Regions from separate parts of the Mus musculus genome. Here regions 1, 3, 4 and 5 are each linked to region 2. A link is a contact called in public ChIA-PET and promoter capture Hi-C data. All regions are on one chromosome and are shown on one strand. Each heading gives the region's core, a stretch centred on a gene start, on an enhancer-like site or on the middle of the called end of the contact. The rest is flanking DNA. Distances are from core to core; before and after follow the strand shown.

Region 1 (2,700 bases), core at 18-2,517, 780 kb before region 2:
CAGCAATCAGGGTCAGTGTATACCTGGGGTTTACCACTCAGAATCTAGGAAAAGTTAAAAGGTTGCTGGGCCAGCACTATATGTAGCAAGTACGTGTCCAGATGCCTATCCAAAGCTGTTCTTTCTACTATGGGAATGTGACAATCTGTCAAGGCAACCTGGCAGCTGTGTTGGAGCTCACACACTTGTAAGCAGAAGTAAAGGCTTAGATCTGGCTTGCTTCCCGGTATACGGCAAGTTACAGGTAGGGTGGGCATAGTAAAGAGCGTTTGATCTACTCTATCGGAACTGCTAACTGCTCACACAGCCCACTCTGTTTTTCCCAGCTAACAGAAGGTTCTGGCCATGTGGACGTCGTGCACAAAGATACCTTCTTGATTCTCAATCCCGCAGTCCCCCTCAATGAGCTCTGACTACAACGACTTCTACTTTGGGTAGGAAGGATGCTCTTGGGACAACTGGAAGCAGAGAAGCTTACAGTAGGTGCTACCCGCGAGGTGCAGCTCTGGACCGGCCAGTCCGTGTTCCGTGGGGCAAGCTGAGGGCTACGGGCCACCGTACTCAAGAGGGGCCGGCCGCGCAGGACAGTGCTGGGTGCCGCAGAGGGCGGCCCGGAGGAGTCCGTGGACAAGGGGCCCTTCCCCCCCCGCCCAGGCCCACGGCGCACTCACAGAACTCCACCAGCAGGTACTTGTGCGCCGCCAGCGCCTCCTCGAAGTTGCTCTTCTTCAACACCAGGACGTTGTCCTCCTCCTCCAGGGCGTCGGCGCCCACCCTAGCCGCCCAGGCCAGGGCTAGGCACAGCAAAGCACGGCTCAGCATGTCGGACGTCTGCAGCGGGCGGGGCAGTTGGGTTGGCGCCGCCGGGACAGCCAAGGCGACGAGAGCGCGCGTCGGTCCAGACCTCGCCTTTATAAATCCTGGGCCGGGGACGCGCCCACGCCTCCCCCTCGCTGCGCGCGTCAGCCGCCGTGCGCATGCGCCCCGCCGCGCCCTCCGATTGGCCAAGGAGCTGAGAGACCCGCCCTCGCCGTGCGGGGACTGGACACCCACTCAAGGCTGGGCCACCAAGTCGACAAAGACCCGGAGGCCTTTCGGTTCTTGCCTGGGATTGGCCACGGCGCGCGCGCGCGCGCACAAACCCAATGTCCCCCAGCGTCTGATTCGCTGGCGAAAGCCAACTTTCTCTTTCTGGACTTCTGACTGGCGACTTTTCCCACGCCTTCCACACGTCTGGAATGGCTGCGGCTTTCCGCTGCCCGGCCTCGTGGCTCCTGATTGGTGGAGAGATGCGCGTACCCAGCCCGATTCTCCGTCGAACGTGGCAGTGGGCGGAGTCCCGGACCCCTGGGCGGGGCTACGCTTGCGCCTCCGAAGCCCCTCGTGTTGCATTCTGACTGGACCGCGTTTCCGTACTGGCACCGCCCCCAAGTCTCCTCAAGGAAGCCAGGGACGCCACTTCCGGTGCGCGTGCGGCTCGTGCGGTCCCTGCCCAGGTCTTGGGTGACGGACCCTAGTTTCGGGGTCGGTGTTCTGTGCTTTTCTCGGCTGCGGTAGCTGCCAGGCGTGTCCCCACGCCGCGGGCACGTTTCTCGGGCGCCCCGTGGTCGTCCGAGGCTCCTGTCCACCATTCGGAATTCGGTGCCCGAGACCTCTGCGGAAGCTGCTGGGGAAGTGGAGAAAGCAGTCCGTGCCGTCCGCTTTATACTGACCACATGTTGAAATGGCTCTTGAGTTCGTTGGGCTGAATAATAAAAAGGTTTGGCTTCTGTGAATCAGCCTTTCCATTACGTACGAGAGTCACATTTTGTCTCGGTTGGACTTCCTTTTCCAGAATCATCTTCTACTTTGTGTCTCTATCCCTTAGTGACTTGGAACTCATTGTACACAGGCTGGCCTGGAACCCGAGGAAATACTTAAAAGATCTGCACCGGCCCACTGGGTGCTGTAGTTACAGCTGTGAGCAGTCCCTGTCCGTGTTCGGTCCATCTTTCTCTTTCTTTACTGCTCCCCGGCTGTCAACCGACCTGCTCTCCACGCCCAGCCCGGGAGCTCACTCCTAGAAGCATCTTCTTTTTTCACTTCCCACTACGAAAACTATCCTGATTGTCAAGGGTCATTAGAAAAGGCAAACACCCAAATATTAAGTATATAGATTGACTAGTACTACACTGCTCTCAGAAATGGATAAAAAACAAGAAATATGGCATATGGTTTTGTATTTTGATAGTTTTTTTTTTTTTAATTGTTTTTAGTTTTTCAAGACAGTGTTTTCCTGTATAGCCCTGGAACTCGATAGACACCAACCTGGCCTTGGACTCAGAGATCCATTTACCTCTGCCTCCTCAGAGTGCTGGCATCAAAGATGTGTGCCATCACTGCCTGGCAGTAGCTTCTTTAGCAACGTTGTCAATAAGGACATGCATGTATTACCTTTCCTACTAGAAACTCCTCTTATCTAGTGTGAGTTTCTTCCCTTGAAGACCAAGTCCTTTGTGCCCCAACCCATTCAGTGTAGGCAGAGAGGGAGTCAGATCCTGGTCGGAGCTCACTGGGAAACCTTCGAGTATATACGGGATGACTTTGCAGGCCTAGGAGAGCTATGAATGAATTTGCCCTGGAAGAGTACCTAATCTAGCAGCAGCTTGGCTAGGTGCTTGGTTTTTTCTCTGCCTATCTTTAGTGCCTGTACACATTCCT
Region 2 (2,700 bases), core at 165-2,664:
GTCTGTAATAGTAAGATCCCCACCTCAAAAATAAAAACAGCCAGGTGGTGAACATTTTTAAGGAGGTTTAGGGAGTTCCAGGACAGCCAGAGATACACAGTGCCAATTGTCTCAAAAATAAAAATAAACATAAAAATCAAAAAAACTCATCTTCTTAGCCAGGGGCAATAGAGTGAGCATGCAATCCCACTTGCTCCAGGGACTGTGAAGGGAAGATTCCTGGAGCACAGCTTAAGATAAGCTTGAACAGGAGAGCAAGATCCAGTCCCAACAATAACAAAAATCAAGTTAAGTTCACTTTCCAAGACAGTAAGTCATACATTTGCTACAGCACCTCGAAATTTTACATACGGAAAGCTAAGATGTTATAACTCTTAGAAGCCCAGAGTATCAGCCTTTACCCTTTTCCCTTGAGGAGATTTAGAAAAGGGAAGTTAGCTGACATAGTGGCACACTCCTTTAATCTCAGCACCCCGGGAGGCAGAGACAGGGTCAACAGAGTGAGTTCCAGGACAGTGAGGGTTACGCAGAAAAAGCGTCTCGGGGATATAATCCCCACTAAGAGGGGTTCCCGCCCATTATCTTGGAAGCAAGAATACCTTCTCCAAGACCCCAAACTCAAGAGGCAAGAGGCAGTCACGGGAACGCAAATCATGTAAGTCCTTTCATCCTACAGAACAGAAGAAAATACCAGAGGGGAGGGAGAGGCGTACAGCTAAGACATCAAGGCGAAGAACCTACACTCCACGAAGGTGCCAGCCGCAAGAACCACGACAAACTGCCGCCCCGCGACGGGCAGGTCCCGCTACGCCACCCGCTGGCAACGTAAGCGCTGGAGACCCTGACGCCCAGCAGTAAGCCTGCGGGTTCTTAGGTACCCGGTAAAAAAGTGGCACTGCCCGCCGACCCGGGCGGCGGCAGCGCGCGGAGGGGTGGGGTGGGGTGGGTGTTTCTCCCCGCTATGGGTGCCCGGGCTGGAAAGGACCGCGGGGGGGGGGGGTCCTCCCTACAGAGCGGTTCGGAGATTTCCTGAAAGAGCCGCCAGAGTCTGAGCTCTCAGGGCGCGACCGAGTCTCCGGTTAGGGTCCGGGGGACGCTCGCGACAGCTCCGGGGCCCTGCGGTCGCGGTAGCGTTGGGTCGGGGTCTCCCGGAAGGGCTGGGGTGTTACCACGGAGCTGGGCCCGGGGTCTCACCGTGGTCCTGGTTGAAGCCGGCGTACAGCAGCCCGTTGCCGTGAGGGTTACACGGCAGGAGGTTCATGGCGCCGTCGTAGGGACTGTGGCTCCTCAGCACCGCATACCGCTCGCAACCAGGCGATCTCTCCGGTCGCGCGGCGCTAGGGCCGCCGCGGCCGGAAGCCAGGGTCCTGGGGACTTGCGTCGTGCGTGTGTCGTCAGTGCTGCGTCATCAGTGCGCGCGGATCTGTGGGCGCGCGTGCGCGCAACCAGCAAGCGCCGAGGGACAGACGCGTCCACTGCAGGGAAGTAGGTGGCGGGAAGTAGGTGGCGAGGGCTCGCCGGGCGCGTCCATAAGGGGCGGGGCAGGACGCAGCCGAGGGGAAGCTGCGGAGAGAGCTGGGTGCCCCGCACTCACACAAGCAGGGCAGGACTGATGGGACCAAGGACAGGGCAGAGAAGAGACTGCGCCAACGCTCCTGCCCACAACACAGTCTCCTGAAACCCTCACCGCGTTCCCACGATACACATCGTGTTCGACCAGAAGCAGCCTTCGTGTAATGGTACCTGCATTTTCCCCGAGAGACAAACACAGACAGACTATCCCCTATTTCTTCCCGAGCTTTCCCAACCATCTGACACGTCCTCTCACAGACACAAATTTCCAAAGAGACATAATAGGACATAACCTCACAGAAAAGATCCCCAGACCTCGCGACTGTTGTTTGGGGTGCTCTGTTTACAGGGGTCTGGGATGGCTCTGGAAGCTGGTGCTTTCTCCTCTCTACTACAATTCATTCTCTGGTTCCCTCTCTCCTCACTGGCTTCTCCCCTTACCTGTTTACCATCCTTTCCCCCAAATGAAGACTTGTAGCGTCTTAGGATTCAAGAAGCTTAAGCAGAAGGACCCTAGTCCCACACAGCCCACCATTCATCCCATCAGCACTGAAGAGGGGAGGGGAAACCACTTCAGGGACTGTCCTTTCATCTCTCTAGTTATGAACCTAAGAAAGGGCAGCTGAGGCATGAATGTTCAAGCCCTAAACGGTCTCACCATCTGTGAGAACATTTGCACAACAATAAGGTGGCTGTGAAGGTCCTGGCAGGATGTCTTGATAGTTGGCCACTGTCAAGGAGGCCTTGTTCCTTCGGGTTTCACTGGCTTACACACTCACCTGCCTCTCTGGATATCTATTCACCTCATCTCCACAGGGCTGGATGACCCCAGCTTCAGGCCTTCAGTGGCTCAGATGGCTACACTCCTGCTTCTCTAAGGACATTGTTATTATGTATCTGGAGACTCAAAAAATGTTAAGACATTGTAAATCACTAATAAAAACTTAGGGTATCCAAGCTTTATCTTATTTCAGTTTTCCTGTTGTTTAATCTCTCATAGGGTCTAGCTTCCTAAGCAGCAGGACCAGAAGAGAGACCTATACTTGAGCCTTTATAACGCCAGAATGTTGTGGTGGCTTTGTTTTGGTTTTTGGTTTTTGTTTTTTTGTTGGCAAGGAGTGACAAGGG
Region 3 (2,700 bases), core at 109-2,608, 920 kb before region 2:
ACACCTGAACACACTGCTTAACCTCAGTAAAGAGCATTTAAATAAATAGAAATTTAAAAAGCGGATTGACCTACTGATACCTCACCTATTTCTAGGCAAGTCATCTGTGATGGTAAATTTAAGTTTTAAAACTAAGTCAGCCTTTCTTTCTCAGGTTTCTCTGCATCGTCTGCATCCAGGATAGAAAATACAGAGAACAGAAGACCCCTAAATGGAGCTGTGAGGAAAGAGAAGCTGCCCTCAGAGAAAAGCCTTAACTCTTAGCCTGCCATAAATGTCTGCAGTGAGATAAGTGAGGTGGGAGGATGTCAAGGTCAAGGATGGCCTGGGACAAAGTAGTAAGACTGTCTCAAAACACAAACAAAACTCAAGAGCTATACTTCCCTGGAAATCCAGAGAGATGTGATGTTCTCGAATGCAGGAAACCACTGAAGAGCTGTTTCAGGCCTAAGGCAACCACCATGATTCCGATCCCATGGAAATCCCCAATATTCCTCCATGTTGGCCCTAGTTATTCTGTCAGAACGGGTCTGTTACTCCTATCACTTCCCAACCCCTGCCACATATGCTCTGGAGAGAAACTCCCACAGGTTAACAAACGGCTGGTTTTCCTCTCCTTTTACTGACTTATTTCATGGGGCTGGGGGTGACAGTCTCTACTGTCAGGCTAAAAGTGAAATCGGCCTTCTTTATGACACTCCTTTTAAACAGGTGGTCGTCAAGTCGCCTGTGTCAAAGAGGAGCCAATCCCGCCTGTTTTGGGTTGGCCCCCATGGCCGCGTCCTCTGTGGGAAAAGGGTTCCCCTAATGATGCCCTTTTCTTCTCCGGTCGACTCTTCCGGAGTGAAATCGTGACGAGGCACTGTCGGGATGGAGGAGGAGAGAAGGACGTACCGGGCTTCGGGGCCTGGGAGGAGGCCGAGGTCCCTCAGAGCAACCTGCAGCAGCGGGGAAGAAGAAGGCCGCTCCGTTCCGACCGCTCGGCCTCCTTCCCGCCAGCCTTTCCGGGCTCGGCCAGGGCAGGTACCTCCTCAAACCCGGGGCGAGCGAGGAGGAGCCACCGGCTCCGAGCACCGTCCGGCGCTGGCCCGCCCAGGACACCCGCAAATCTGCTGCCTCATCCCAGCGCCCCGCTCCCTCCCGGCCGCCGCACTCACGATGCTCTCGGCCATGGCGGCCGCTCCAGTCTCCGGGCTCGGGCCCCGGGCTCCCGCCGCCTGTCTCCCCAAGGGCCTCGCAGCCCCGGCCTCGGCCTCAGCCCCGGCCCCGGCCTCCCGCCGCCGCCGCCACCGCCGCTCCAGCTTCGCCGCCCGGCTCCGCCAGTGCCGATGTCCGGTGCTTCGCTCAACACACTCCGCCAGGCGGAGAGAGAGGCGAAACAAGGTTCCGGCCCCGCCAACGGCCGCGCGCATGCGCCAAGTGGTGCCGCGCGTCCCTCGTCCGTGCCCCCTCGCCCCCCACCCCCTTCCCCTAGGCTGGGCCCAGGACCCTGGGTTCAGAAGACTGTGACAGGAGAGCCATATTCCTGAAAGTTCGAGCAATGAAAAAAAGCTGCAAGAAAAGGCGAGCGTCGAGATCTCGCTCAAATATAACCGTTACGGAAGTTTTGTACTGTCTTCACAATTTTCCAGCAATGAGCTGGAGTTTCTCCCTTTGTACTGAACTTTGTAACTGCATATGATTTGAAGTAGAAGACTTTTGAAATTTCTTAAGAGGCTAAACGCCTCCGAATTTTTATTTGATTTTTTTGTTGGTTTTTTTTTTTTTTTTTTTTTTTGGCTTCTGTTTTTTTTTTTTTTTTTAAGACAGGGTCTCACTAAATACAACCTTGGCTGTAGACCAGGTTGGCTTGGAACTCACAGTGCTGGGCCTGCCTCAGTGCTGGGATTGAAAGGCAGGCCCCCTTTCCTGCCTCCGATGGTTCGATTTATGAGTGTACTAAACTCCGATTATGTTTTAGACTGTTTTATTTATTTGTTGTTTTAGATATAATATATTTTACTGTGTACATTATATATTGTATATAATGTATATTTATACAATATGTTTTATTGAAAGAACTTGTTAAGACATAGTGTTGGCTGTCCTGGATCTAGCTCTGTAAACCAGGCTGGCCTTGAACTAACAGAGATCCACCTACCTCTGCCTCCCCAGTGCTGGGATTAAGGTTCTGTACCACCACCACCCAACTAAACTTTTTTTTAAAGTTTTTAATATATTTTATATGTATAAATGTTTTGCCTGCATGGATTTGGCTGCACCACAAGTGCCTGATACCTGAGAACATCAGAAGAGGGAGTGGATCCCTTGGAACTAGAGTTTCAGATGATTGAGACCCACCATGTGGGTACTGGAAACCAAAACCAAATCCTCTGGTACAGCACCAAGCACCACTCCAGCCCTGACCTTGAACTTTCGATCTACCTGACTCTGCCTCCTCTTGCTGGGGTTACAGGAGTGTGTCATCACACCCAATTCTGTGGACACTGCGGTAAAACCCAGGCTTCTTAGGAAAGCTCTCTACAAAGTTGTGCACATCCAAGGCCCATTTCTATCCTCGTCTCATGTAGTCCAAGCTGGTTTCAAGTCTGAAATCTTCCTATCTGCTTCCTGGGTGATGGGATTATAGGTGTACACCCCCACACCCGGCTCCCCTCTTAAGTCCATCGAACCATCACTGTCAATGTCAGTGCTGATAAC
Region 4 (2,700 bases), core at 127-2,626, 720 kb before region 2:
AGCACAAACCACAAGGTAAGCACAGTCTAGACATGAATCCCTGGGCAAGGAAAGCAGTAGGATGGAGTTCAAGAACCTTCACGACAGATAAGTCAGTAAACAGCCATTCAGCCACACCCCACAAAACTGTCACCTCCCAAGAGTCTCCAGACACCCAACAGGGCACACACACTTTTTGGTAACTCCAGGCAACAGTGGGACCCCAAACTCTTCTGAAAGGAATAACATTGGGATAAATAAAACTACATCTTCTACTCCATGGTTGCACCTCAAAAACTCTCACCAGCTGCCTAGATCCACACTCTGCTCTCCTTAGCTGGTTAGAGCTGCCCCAGCTTCTTTCAAGCCACAGACCCTTCTCCCCCTGCCTCCCGGTCTTCCCCATCTAGGACCGACGAAGCCTGGCCATTCAGGGTCACAGAGAAGGAAAGCTTGCTTCCCAGACGAGCTGGCTCGGCCCACCTAAGCTCCTCCCCTCAGCGTACACCGATCGGTCTCCGGGTTTGGGGAACTGCCCCAGTTGTGGGACCCGGGCCAGGAGCCCAAGAACCAGGCAAGGATGCGCACGCCCGGGGCTTTACCTTCCACCCCGGGAGAAACCTGCGGCGCGCCCCTGCAATGCCTCCTTCGGAGCCTTTGCCTCCAACTCACAGGTCTGTCAAACTTAAACACGACCCCGGATCCCGGCCCGACCTTCACCACCCGGATCGAGCCCTGTCTCCCGACTAGACCGGCCGATAGCGGGCCCCGGCCCCCCGCCCTGGCCCAGCGTCAGCAGGAGCACCGAGTGACCTCATGCTGATGACTCAGCACGTCTCCGCTGGGCTCGCACCCGCGTGGCGAGCCCAAGCCGCGCAGCAGGGTCTCCCCGCCGCCTCCCCTGTGGGCCCGCGCGCGACCCCGCCCGCGCGGAAGCCGACGGACACCTGATGAGTCAGCAGCTCGGTGCGGCCACCCCGCTGACCCGGGCAGACGCGCGCAGCTCGCCCTTAAATCGCGCCCCCCGCAGGGCACCCGGGGTCCGCCGCCGCGCGCACGCCCGTCCCCAGCCTCGCGGTCGCCCGGTCCGCCGGCTCTAGGGGGACACAGGCGAACAGCCGGCTGGCGGGGAAACCAAGGCACGCGCTGCCGTCGGGTGCGCCGCAACCCCGAGGCCAGGCCCCGCCGCCCGCCCCAGCCCCGCGCACTCACCACACTGCGGGCCCGGGCGGGCCAAGGCGGGGCTGGGGCGGGGCCGCGCGCGCGCGCTCCGGGGCTGCGCGGGGCTGGGGCGGGCGCGAAGGGTCCGGGCCGGGGGCTTAGGAGGACTGGCCGCCTGCGCGGGCCGGGCCAAGCGCGCTGGGAAGGCCGGGCCGGACCGGGCTCAGAATCCGCCGCCGCCGCCGCTCCTCAGACGTCACATGATGTTTGGTCACGTGGGTTCCATTCATGAAGCGGCGACGCGGCTGGCCTAAGCTTAAAGGGAAAGGCGAGGCGGCAGCAAGGCGAGCGCGCCCCCATCACGCCTGCGCAGCCCCGCGCCGTTGCCCTTGGCAACGCCCGCCGCGCCCTGGCAATGTCTCGCGGGAGTCGTCCCGGCGCTCGCCGGGTTGACCGTGCTCCTGCAGAGACAGGTTCTACGGAGTGGCCCCAACTCGGATGCCTCTAGCTCCCTCCCGATCTCCACACCAACTCAGACCGAGGTCTATGGGAGGTTTGTTTGATTTTCTTCACTTGGATGCATAGTTTCACTGTACAGCGAGCAGACTGGATTTCAATTCCCTGAGATGCTCCTGCCTCGGCCCCCTGAAAGCGGAACTCACAGATGAGCGTCACCACGCGGGAACCTATTTGCTGTTTTGAAGGTGTGACACAGTGATTTAGTTCCTTACCCCGTTCTGCTGCGACGTCCTCATTCTAAATGGGTCAGCAGTCTGAAAAGGACACGGCTGTTGAGGGGCACAGCCCCAACCCCAGCTCAGATCCCCAAACTATCCACGATGACACGAAGGCTTGGAGGACGCTCACTAATGATTCTAATCTCCGGAGGGTGCTAGGGGCTTCACCTGCGGCCGTGGACCATCTCTTCGGGTAGTGTGCGTGCACTGTAGGAGTTGTGCACTTTGCCCAACCCTTCTCTGCCGCATTTGAAACTACTTTGGGTGCATTCTGCTGCTACTTTTTCTGTGAGACTTCTCGCTGCTGTTGAAAAAGTAAAAAAGAAGGAAAGTAGGAGGGATCAAGTTTTCATTTCGAGGTTCTGAACGTTCTATTTGACCCTGTCTTCTCTGGGAATCGTGAAAAGGTGACTCGTTCTGTAACATAGGTGACAAGGAAAAGGGGGTAAGCAGGCTGGAGGGGGCCTGTGTGTGTCCTTTGTGTCAAATTTGGTTTCTTGAGACAAGGTTTAGACCAGGCTGGCCCCAAACTCTCAGAGATCCGACTGCCTCTGCCTCTCTAGTGCTGGGATTAAAAACATGTGCCACCACACCCAGCCTCAAAAAGTAATTCTTTACATTGTATTTCTTTGGGGAGTGGGGGGGGGGGAGCTTTTATCTTTCACTGGCTGTAGCCAGAGTCTCAGAATACAGAGAATTACTCCTTATGCCTTGTGGTGGTTTGAATAGAAATGGCCTGCATGAATTCTAAATGCCGTGTCTAAATGCTTGGCCCATAGGGAATGGCACTATTAGGAGGTGTGGTCTTGTTGGAAGACGATTG
Region 5 (2,700 bases), core at 139-2,638, 760 kb before region 2:
CCTGACTCAGTTCTGGCTATATCAAAGCTAATTCCCAAAATTATGCCTTGTAACCAGAGAACTCTAAATGCCTCTGAGGTCCAGTTTATAAAGAAATTTAAAAAGACACAAAATCCAAGAAGGGAGGGGAAGAGAAAAAAAATATTTCGAAGGCATGGAGAACCATGACCCAGGTAAGACCCAGGAAAGATCGCCAGTTAAGATCCAGCACAGAGACGCAGGCTGGAAGATACTCTCAGCCACCTTTCTCAGCATCTGGGAGATGCTGGACTTCCTTCTCCTATCAGTTCACCATATCGAGCATAAATCTGAGAAGCAAGCACCTTTCGGTCATGCTGGGACCGGAGTTGTGGCCAGTCTGTGCAGGTTAGAAACTGTAAGCTCTGGCACAGGGCAGGCGCTCACAGTTTGGACAGCAGACAGGACTCATTTTTAGGGGGGCGCGCGCACACACACACATACACACACAGTGTGTGACATCTTCCTGCAGCCTGGCTTATGGGGTCGTGCTCAAACCCTACTTTTTCTGAGGCCAAGGCTCTCAGGGTGACAGTGGCTGGCTCTGGGCAGCCTAGGGGAGGGCAGGTTCCAATCTGTAAAGGATCCTGGAGCCCACGTCCGCGTGGGACGAGGAAAGCGGAGAGCTCCCGTCTCCTACCTGAATATCAGCATCTGACACTCCGAAGTCCAGGTTGGACACCAGCAGCTTCCCGCCGGTCTCCACGCCGGCTCCACCCCCGAAGCCGCTGTCGAAGAGGTCGTGCTGCCATTTGTCGGGAAGTTGTTTCGGCTGGAGAGAAACCGTAAGCACAGAGACACTCGTGAGACTCGTCCCGGGAGCCCGCGACACCTCGGCGACGCTCTCCCGTCGGCCCCGCGGCCAAGGTCGAGGAGCCCCGAGAGTCCCCCAGCCCCGCCGCTCCGCTACGGACACCCAAGTTCTCTCGCAGCGGCCCCCGCCGCCACGAGGCTGGACCACGACCGGACAAAGCGTCCCGGAAGATCCTGGCCTCGGGACGGCCTCGCCCCCGCCCACCCCTCGGCCGCGGTCCCGCGCGGGACGCTCACCCGGTCCCGGCCGGCCCGGGCGCACCCTCCCCGGCCCGCGCCGCAGGTCCCCGCACTCACTCTGCTGTACGGCGCCGGCCGGTTCCTGCCGCCGCCTGCGGCGCCGCGGGCGATGGCGGGCCGGTTCCTCATAGGCCCGCCGCCTCGATTCACCCGCGCGGCGGCCTGCACTGCGCCGCCGCGGCCGCCCTGGGAGCCGGCCCTGCCGCGACCCCGGCCCCCGCCGCGGCCTCCTCGCTGGCTCCGGTTCAGCTTAATGATGTCGTCCAAAGACATGTCCATTTTGTCGGCCATGGCGGGCGCGGATTCGGGCCTCGGATCGAGCCCGCGCGTCAGCACGCCGCGGCGTCACTTCCGGCGCCTCCCCCTGCCTTCCGGCGTCGCGGGCCCGAAGCGAGCGGCGATTGGTCTGGGCGCGCGCGATTCCGCAGAGCGCCTGCGTACGGCTCGCCGCGGTGGCTGGCGCTACTTCGGAGGAGCCCGACGCGGCGCGGTCGTTTTTATACATTCCCGCGCGGAGGCAACGGAAGGGCGGGGCGCCTCGTGATTAGGCCGCGGAGGTGCGAGGGCGAGCAGGGGGCGGGGCCTGCGGGCGCCTCCCTGGGAGGCCGGAAGATCCTCGGGCGTCGCCTGGGTGCAGCGCAGTGTGCGCGTCCCGCGTCCCTCCTCACCGTGCGATCGTGGGGGTCCCGGCCGGTCCGTGGGTCCGACTTGGTTGTTTTTGCTCGAAGGCTCGGTCTCCTGACGAGCTGGCGTCCTCACCCCTGCTTTAACTTCGCGGATTAGTGACAGTCACTCTTTCCATATCTTTAAAAGCGAGGCCCTGGTTAGTGAAAACCAATGTTTTGCGTGGATGCGGAGGTTTTGTTTTTGTTTTTTTGTTTGTTTTCGTTTCCTGTTTGGCTGATCTGCTTCTGCCCCGGGATTAGAGGCGTGTGCCACCGTGCCAGACTACATGAGTGCAGATCTTTAAAGGCATCCTTAAAGGTGGCAAAATAAACTCGTGCCATTAATCCCACAGGCTCTCCTTGCCGTCTTTAAAGACAAACACGTGCCTTTTTCTTTCTTTTTGGTCGGGACGCACGGAATTTTGGAAGATGCCGTTCTTGACGAGTGCAGCACTTGCCGCAGCTCCATGACTTTGAGCTTAGGTGCTTTCGTATTCCGTACTAACTCCAGGTCATCCTCTTCCCTCAGGTCACAGGCTCTGTTGTCATGAAGGTGAAAATTAAATGTTGGAATGGTGTGGCCACTTGGCTCTGGGTAGCCAATGATGAGAACTGCGGCATCTGCAGGATGGCGTTTAATGGCTGCTGTCCAGACTGTAAGTGTCTTCCTATGCGCTCTCAGAACTTTAGCCTACTCCACCAGCCTAAAAATCCCTAGGTTTCCCAGCACTGGGTAGGCAGAGACTGGAGGATCTCTGAGTTTGAGTTTAGCCTGGTCAACAGGACAAGTTACCTAACCCTAACCGAAACCCCACCGGACAGTGGTGTTGCACGCCTTTAATCCCAGCACTCTGGAGGCAGAGGCAAGTGAATCTCTGAGTTCAAGGCCAGCCTGATCTACAGAGGGAGTTCCAGGACAGCCAGGGCTACACAGAGAAACCCTGTTTTGAAAAAAAAACAAAAA

What was found. Promoter capture Hi-C pulls out the DNA fragments that hold promoters and counts their contacts. ChIA-PET counts read pairs in DNA pulled down with a chosen protein or histone mark.
Region 1: a contact with region 2 is called in an RNA polymerase II ChIA-PET map of memory CD8 T cells, with 7 read pairs. The contact joins the promoter of P4hb here to the promoter of Wdr45b in region 2. A contact is called at or near these places in 1 of 39 promoter capture datasets (erythroid cells) and 1 of 115 datasets of contacts at active chromatin or transcription factors (memory CD8 T cells).
Region 3: a contact with region 2 is called in a promoter capture Hi-C map of erythroid cells, with 4 times the contacts expected there. The contact joins the promoter of Nploc4 here to the promoter of Wdr45b in region 2. A contact is called at or near these places in 2 of 39 promoter capture datasets (erythroid cells and liver).
Region 4: a promoter capture Hi-C map of pre-B cells shows a contact between it and region 2, with 2.5 times the contacts expected there. The contact joins the promoter of Mafg here to the promoter of Wdr45b in region 2. A contact is called at or near these places in 1 of 39 promoter capture datasets (pre-B cells) and 2 of 115 datasets of contacts at active chromatin or transcription factors (effector CD8 T cells and pancreatic cancer cells).
Region 5: a promoter capture Hi-C map of the SN4741 cell line shows a contact between it and region 2, with 3 times the contacts expected there. The contact joins the promoter of Alyref here to the promoter of Wdr45b in region 2. A contact is called at or near these places in 3 of 39 promoter capture datasets (the SN4741 cell line, pre-B cells and stem cell-derived epiblast-like cells).

Annotation. Positions count from the first base shown.
Region 1 is chr11:120,571,986-120,574,685 of GRCm38.p6, forward strand. It overlaps P4hb (prolyl 4-hydroxylase, beta polypeptide), which reads right to left and starts at 1,268. Exons shown (of 11, transcript NM_011032.3): 1 at 672-1,268. The coding sequence starts at 822.
Region 2 is chr11:121,353,033-121,355,732 of GRCm38.p6, forward strand. Wdr45b (WD repeat domain 45B) reads right to left here and starts at 1,415. Exons shown (of 10, transcript NM_025793.3): 1 at 1,195-1,415. The coding sequence starts at 1,261.
Region 3 is chr11:120,436,342-120,439,041 of GRCm38.p6, forward strand. Nploc4 (NPL4 homolog, ubiquitin recognition factor) reads right to left here and starts at 1,359. Exons shown (of 17, transcript NM_001195023.1): 1 at 1,158-1,359. The coding sequence starts at 1,172.
Region 4 is chr11:120,632,171-120,634,870 of GRCm38.p6, forward strand. It overlaps Mafg (v-maf musculoaponeurotic fibrosarcoma oncogene family, protein G (avian)), which reads right to left and starts at 1,377. Exons shown (of 3, transcript NM_010756.3): 1 at 1,192-1,377. Gm17586 (predicted gene, 17586) reads left to right here and starts at 1,580. Exons shown (of 3, transcript NR_165823.1): 1 at 1,580-2,322.
Region 5 is chr11:120,596,977-120,599,676 of GRCm38.p6, forward strand. It overlaps Alyref (Aly/REF export factor), which reads right to left and starts at 1,389. Exons shown (of 6, transcript NM_011568.1): 1 at 1,129-1,389; 2 at 659-790. The coding sequence starts at 1,362. Anapc11 (anaphase promoting complex subunit 11) reads left to right here and starts at 1,556. Exons shown (of 3, transcript NM_001038230.2): 1 at 1,556-1,894; 2 at 2,266-2,392. The coding sequence starts at 2,284.